2 separate regions of the Pan troglodytes genome follow, and region 1 is linked to region 2. Evidence: chromatin contacts called from public HiChIP or PLAC-seq data. All regions are on one chromosome and are shown on one strand. Each heading gives the region's core, a stretch centred on a gene start, on an enhancer-like site or on the middle of the called end of the contact. The rest is flanking DNA. Distances are from core to core; before and after follow the strand shown.

What was found. HiChIP or PLAC-seq counts read pairs in DNA pulled down with a chosen protein or histone mark.
Region 1: an H3K4me3 HiChIP or PLAC-seq map of stem cell-derived excitatory neurons shows a contact between it and region 2, with 4 times the contacts expected there. The contact joins the promoter of PEDS1 here to the promoter of SNAI1 in region 2.

Annotation. Positions count from the first base shown.
Region 1 is chr21:56,439,177-56,442,654 of NHGRI_mPanTro3-v2.0_pri, reverse strand. It overlaps PEDS1 (plasmanylethanolamine desaturase 1), which reads left to right and starts at 1,307. Exons shown (of 6, transcript NM_001205079.4): 1 at 1,307-1,587. The coding sequence starts at 1,467.
Region 2 is chr21:56,265,516-56,269,063 of NHGRI_mPanTro3-v2.0_pri, reverse strand. SNAI1 (snail family transcriptional repressor 1) reads right to left here and starts at 1,295. Exons shown (of 3, transcript XM_009437412.5): 1 at 1,167-1,295; 2 at 1-489. The coding sequence starts at 1,248.

The DNA of each region.
Region 1 (3,478 bases), core at 58-2,557, 170 kb before region 2:
TTTTTTTGAAACGGAGTCTCGCTCTGTCGCCCAGGCTGGAGTGCAGTGGCGCGATCTCGGCTCACTGCAAGCTCCGCCTCCCGGGTTCACGCCATTCTCCTGTCTCAGCCTCCCGAGTAGCTGGAACTACAGGCGCCCGCCACCGCGCCCAGCTAATTTTTTGTATTTTTAGTAGAGACGGGGTTCCACCGTGTTAGCCAGGATGGTCTCGATCTCCTGACCTCATGATCCGCCCGACTCGGCCTCCCAAAGTGCTGGGATTACTGGCGTGAGCCACCGCGCCCGGCCGCCTGTATGGAATTTCTATGAGAAATTATTGCATACTTTGTTGTCGGTTAGACCTGGGGTAAATCCCTGCTGCTGTCATTTATCTGCCGAAGTATTAGACGCATCCGGCTGAGCCTTAATTCATTCATCAAGCATTTATTGAGCTTCTACCATGTTCCAGCCCCGATCCTGGCACGGGGGCCCTGATGTAAACAAAGCTGTTCTCTGCCCTCAGGAGCTTGCTCTCTGATAGGAGAGACAGGGACTGCAAGCTCAATCCCCACCAGAAGCGCTGTGAAGACAAAACAGGGTGATGTCACAGTGACTGGAGGAGGGGGCACCTTTGAGCAGGGTGGTGGTGGTGGGGCTCTCTGAGGAGGCAATACCATTGGTGTTTAAGAGTCAAATAAATGTTGCTCGTCTAGCTCTTGGTCCAGCACCTGACAGATATTAAGCGCTCAGCAAATCTCATAGTGACCCTAGTTGTCATTTTCATTAGTTTACTGTCCTCGCCACCGGGAGAACATGAGCTGGGGAGGATGCGGGGCAGGCTCGACGTTTCTCCTCTTTGGGCGCACAGCACAGAGCTGGCACACAGCTGATGAACACATGGCCCCCGAAACCTCTGCACACAGTAGGGCTTGATAAACCAGCCCACTGTCCATCGGCCTCGCTAGGGAGCATCGTACAGAGCACCCGCCAAATGCTTCCTGGCCTCGGCCCCAGCCCGGCGCCCTGCCCTCGCGTTCCTTGCACACAGTGGGCGCTTAACGCTGCCGGCTCAAGAAATGCCCATTTCTGGGCCCAGCCTCGGCCCATTGCATGGGCCCGTGAACCGAAGCCTAGCTGGGCGGCGACGCGCTGCGAGCTCCCAGTGGGCTGGAGCCGGGAGCCCTGCCGGGGCTGAGCTGGGAAGGCGGGCACGCGCCTCCGCCCCAAGCTTCCGCGCCCAGCTGCGTCCAGCTGCGGCCCAGCCCCCGGCTCGCGGCGGTTGGCTGCGGCTCATCGACGTCCGATTGGCCTGCGCGGCTCCGGCGCGAGCCCCGATTGGCTGTGACGCGCGCCGGGCGAGGACCCCGCCCGCGCCGCCGCCGCGCCCGGCGCTGGGCGGTCATTGGGCGGCGTGATCAAGCCGCGGTTCCGCGGCCCTGCCGCCGCCGCCGCCAGCAGAGCGCACCGGGCCGATCGGGCGAGTGGCCATGGCGGGCGCCGAGGACGGGCCGGGCCAGCAGCTGGAGCTGGACGAGGACGAGGCGTCTTGTTGCCGCTGGGGCGCGCAGCACGCCGGGGCCCGCGAGCTGGCTGCGCTCTACTCGCCAGGTAAGACCTCTGGGCCCCCCTCCAGGCCTGCGGTCACCAGCCCCGGCTGCGGACAGCGACCCCAGACTGGAGTCCCAACCTCGGGCCCAGATGCGGAACTCCAGCCCGGGTGTCTAACTTGCAAATAGCAAGTTCGGGGACCCCACCCCAGTGTCCCTTCCGAACCCAAGCCAGAACCTTGGCCCCGGGGTTTCCTGGCTGCAAAGACACTCCCCAGATCAAGAAATTACCATAAGCTCCCTGGGCGACAAACGGAGCTCCCATCGGACCCGCAGATACGGAATCCTAGCCCCGGGGCATTCTCGGTTGTGAAGAGTGCTCCCAGACTTAGAACCCCACCCCTTCATCCCCCCAGGACCCCGTCCAAGCCCAAAGCTGCCCTTCAGCTGTAAGCACTGCCCTCAGGCCCCTAAAAGTCACACCTCATCCTGGGTTCCCCAGATCTGGAATCTACATCCTAGTACCTCCTCTGTGCCCTAGCCCAGGCCCTGGGCTGCAAACAATGACCTCACCTCCCTAACCTGGGAATGTCAGCCCCTCTGCCCAGGGAACCCTAACTCAGGGGCTTCCAGCTGCACGGTACCCCCCACACCCTTCCCCCAAAACCCCATCCTAGTGATAGCTTCAGTGGCTACAGACCGATATCCTCTCCCCAACCCTCCAGTGGTGAGCATCAGTCCTTGCCCCATATTCCTGGATCCCAGGCAGTGAGGGGACTGAATGTACCCCACTGTAAGCTCCCCTGTACATAAGCCCCAACTCTAGCTCTTGCCCCTCCCTCACATCCATGTATTGGCCCCTTCCTTAGGACTTGGGACTGGAACCCCCATATTCCCCAGACCAGATCATAAGTTGGAGTTCACCTCTCCCTCTCTGTCCCTTTCCCTCAGGCCACGGTTTCTCCCTAGCTTCTTCCTGCTTTGCTCACTGTATATGCTCCAGCAAGCACTCCCCCTACACCCACTTTTGTGACTCCTATGTGAGCCCTAGGAATTTTATTGTTTGGCCTCAGGAGGGCCCTATATCCCCAGGAGTTAAGGAAGTGCCTTTGAGAACTCCCGGTTCAGGTGACTGGGAGGCACCTCTACCTGGGTGTCACCATGGAATGAAGCTTTGTTTGTCAAATATCCTGACATCCTTCCTTTTTCTGTGGGGCAGCCACCAAGCACCACATGCAGCCCTTGCCTGGAGTGGGCCTGGGGTCACTAGCACCTTAGCTTTCTGCCCTCACTGGCCTGGGTTCCATGCCGTCTCTTCCTTAAAAGGTGGCATGGCCACGGACCATTTGCATTTCCTCATTGGGTCCTAGACCACTCCATTCTCTGTATGTGATTTTTCACACCTGACTTGGGCACCTGGTCCATGCCGCTATGGTTTCTTCAGGCCTATACCCAAGACACCCAGCCTATGGACTTAAAACCTCCTGCTCTCCTGGGGGTAGGCCAGGGTTAACATCCTGACTCTGTTATTCAGCTGTATGACCTGGTCCAAGCCACTTTCCGTCTCTGTTTCCTCTTGGTTTCCTTGCAAGTTAAAGTTTATCTGCCCCTTTGTGTTAGGAAGTGGAAATGAGATCGTCCACTGGCATTCAGTAGGCACTCCCTGTTGTGTGGTTTTTTGTTGTTGTTTGTTTTGTTTTGTTTTGAGACAGAGTCTCACTCTATTGCCCAGGCTGGAGTGCAGTGGCGTGATCTCTGCTCACTGCAAGCTCCTCCTCCCGGGTTCACGCCATTCTCCTGCCTCAGCCTCCTGAGTAGCTGGGACTACAGGCGCCTGCCACCATGCCCGGCTAATTTTCTGTATTTTCAGTAGAGATGGGGTTTCACTGTGTTAGCCAGGATGGTCTCGATCTCCTGACCTTGTGATCCACCCACCTCGGCCTCCCACAGTG
Region 2 (3,548 bases), core at 46-2,545:
TAGAGAAGGCCTTCCCGCAGGTTCCACAGACGCAGGGCAGCGTGTGGCTTCGGATGTGCATCTTGAGGGCACCCAGGCTGAGGTATTCCTTGTTGCAGTATTTGCAGTTGAAGGCCTTTCGAGCCTGGAGATCCTTGGCGTCAGAGAGCTGGGCCAGCTGCTTGGGCACTTGGCCCAAGCCTGGGAAGGCAGCATAGGCCTCGGCCTCCAAGGAAGAGGCTGAAGTAGAGGAGAAGGACGAAGGAGCCGGTGAGGGTGGGCTGGGGGGCTGGGAGCCTTTCCCACTGTCCTCGTCTGACAGGGAGGTCAGCTCTGCCGCCCTGGGACTCTCCTGGGGCCGAAGGGAGGCCCAGGCAATTGGCTGGGCTTGGGGCGCCAGGACAGAGTCCCAGATGAGCATTGGCAGCGAGGCGGTGGGGTTGAGGATCTCCGGAGGTGGGATGGCTGCCAGCAGGTGGGCCTGGTCGTAGGGCTGCTGGAAGGTAAACTCTGAGGGAGAAAAAGCAGAGTCAGGCGTTAATTAAATCATTCACTCAATCAACAAACATGAGCCCACCGCTGGCCAGGGGCTGGGTGGGGCCGATTCTCAATACATAATTAGATCAAAAAAATTATCCACAGGACAGACCAGGTTCCTGCCGTCCTCGCCCAGGTCACCCAATCTGAGTCTCTCACAGACCCCCAGTTGAAGGAGGTCATTTCCTGATCTCCCTCTCCTAAGTCCCCAGTCTCCAGCCTGAGGCCAGAACCCCATCATCCCAGCCCCGGAGCCACCACCCTGCCCCAATCCCCCTCCTCACACACATCTCGTCTCCCCACCCCTCCCCTCAACCCTCTGGACTCCGGACTCTCCCCAGCAGCGTCCAGAGGGCCCTCCTGACACAGGCCTCCTCTCCTTCCCCTCTTGCGGAGCTCCTCCGCCTCTCGCCGGCTACAAAGGCCCCCCAAGCTCAAGACCCCTGCCCTCTACACGGCACTCCCCCAACCACCCAGACAGATCCCCGGAACTGGGGACCCACCTGCCCGGTCTCCCGAGCCCGCAATGGTCCACAAAACATCCTGTGACTCGATCCTGGCTCAGGCAGGCCGCCTCCCTCAGGTGCCCCCCACGCAGCCTTCGCCTGTCTCCCCCAAACCTCCTGGAGCCCAGAACCCCTCCAACGCACCTGGATTAGAGTCCTGCAGCTCGCTGTAGTTAGGCTTCCGATTGGGGTCGGAGGGCTTCCTGACGAGGAAAGAGCGCGGCATAGTGGTCGAGGCACTGGGGTCGCCGATTCGCGCAGGAGTAGCGCAGAGTAACCACTCGCTAGGCCGTGCCGCGGCGCAATGAATGCAGCAGCGCCGCCAACTCCCTTAAATACTCCAGGGGGGTGGGAGGGGAGGGGCCTTATCTGCCACGCCCCTTTGTCACCTCCGCGCCAATCGGAGGCTCGTCTCCGCCGAAGGCCACTCCCCGAGCAGGTGCGCCGGGGGCCGGCCGGGCTCGCGCCGCGTGGCGGTGAGAGCCCGGGCGGGGACTCCTCCGAGGCGGGGTTCGCTGGCGCAGCGCGAGTCGTCCCCCGCGCTGGGGCTGTCCGGGGCGGGACGTCAAGCGAAGCGAGGCCCCTGCGAGGTGGGACCCCGGCAGGGCGCCGCGCGCCCACCGGCTCAGCGCCCGGTGGTCGGAGCGCTTCTGACGCCCCCTGGCGCTGTGCGCCGGCCGGGACACCTGACCTTCCGACGCCCGCCCCCGCCTCGGGCTTGGGAGGGGGCGGAAATTTCCTCCGCCCGGCTGGCGCCTGGAGAGCGTGGCATTGACGAGGGAAACGCACATCGCTGGGGAGGAAGCGAGGAAAGGGACACCGCACGTGGCTCTCGGCGGCTTGAAATGCCACGGACTTTTTGCAAAGCAGCCTGGCCCAGCTAGCCAAGAGCACCCGTTCCTTCCCTTATCCAGTGTTTACGGAGCGCCCAGCACGTGCGGGGCACTGTACCTGGGGCCAGGGCACAGCCCCGGACAGGACACTCAGAGCCTCTCCCGAAGGGTAGCTCCTGGTCCAGTGAGGGAGACAGACGAAGTAAACAGATAATTACAATGCAAAGGGAAGTGTGCTTTGGTGGGGGAGAGACGGGACGCGGCGACCGTTAAGAGGCGGGTCACCTGACAGGGGGTCGGGGTGACTTCCCAGAGGAAGTGAAGAATTATCAAGGGAAAAGGCCCGAGGTAAGAAGTGGCAACTGCTTCAGAGTAACTCCTAGAGAGCAGCTTCCAGGGATGGGGTGGGATGGGCATGCCCGGAGGAGTCAGATGTGCTGGGCCCCAGGGCCTCGTAGGAGTTTGGACTTTGCCTCAAGGGCACTGGGGAGCCACCGAAGGATTTTCAGCTGAGGAGGGACCTGGTTAGAGTTTCGTTGAAAAAGATCCCTGTAGGCTGGCGGGAGAAAGAAGGCATGGGCCGGGCGTGTCTCCTCACCCCGTGAAGATCCTCGATCCTGTGTCTAAAGGCTGTAACACGGCTCCATAGGGGCCCTGACTGAATGCATGTGGGGTGGGCCCAAGTGAGGGGCAGCTGCACCCCCACCCCAGCTTCCCTGGGAGGCGTACCAGGCCCGGGGGTGGCGCTGAAATAAACCTCACAGGTCTCACCGTTCTTGTTTCCACCTGTGAAGGAAGACTATAAAAACCTATAAGCACCCCACACCACCACCACCACCAACCTGAAGGGCAGAACTACTGTCTGTTTAGTCACTTGGTGCCGGGTGTGACAGCCGTGAACAAAATCGTCCTCCCCTGGTTCTAGCTGGAGAGCGGGGAGTAGGCGGGGGACAGAAGCAGTAAGCAGTCATTAAGCGGAATACTCCCTGTCCCGTGTCAATTTAGCTCCAATCAGGATCCTTTGCTTGAAGCCAGAGTGAGGCCAGATCACCCCCTCCTCTGCTCAAACCCTCCCATGCGCCTGTCTCAGAGTAAAAGCCAAAGTCCTCTTCTCAGCCAACTCGGCCCCGCTGCTCTGACCCCAGCTGACCTTGGCTTGAGCCTCTCTCCCTCCCCCATGCACAAGGATCCCGCCCCCAGCCTTCCTTCTGTTCCTCCAACATCCCAGACCTTTCCCACCTTGGCACCTGCTGCTCTTCCTCCTCTTCTCTACGTCTCTTGCTCCTAGATCTTCAAGCTGGCTTCCTTTCATTCTTTGTTTCAGCAGCAACTTCACCAACTGCTCAGCCTCGTTTAGTAAAGAGAGAAATGGCAAATCCAAGCCACAGTGAGCTGCCATTTCATGCCCATGAGAAGGACAACAAGGAAAAATTTGGTCACTATCAAGAGTTGATGAGGAGGTGAGAGCTGGCGAGAGGGTCGGTGGGCATAGTCACTTTGGAAAAGTTTGGCATCAGCTAGCAACAGGTGACTCCTCTCCCTGCCTGTCCTCAAGCCATCTGCATCCCAGGGGCTGCAGCTGACAAGTCTGTCCTCAAACCAACTGCATCCCAGGGGTTCTCAGCTCTGGCAGCACATTAGATCCCCACAGGGAAGGATTAAAACACCTAAGCCTCGGCTCACCCCACCCCCA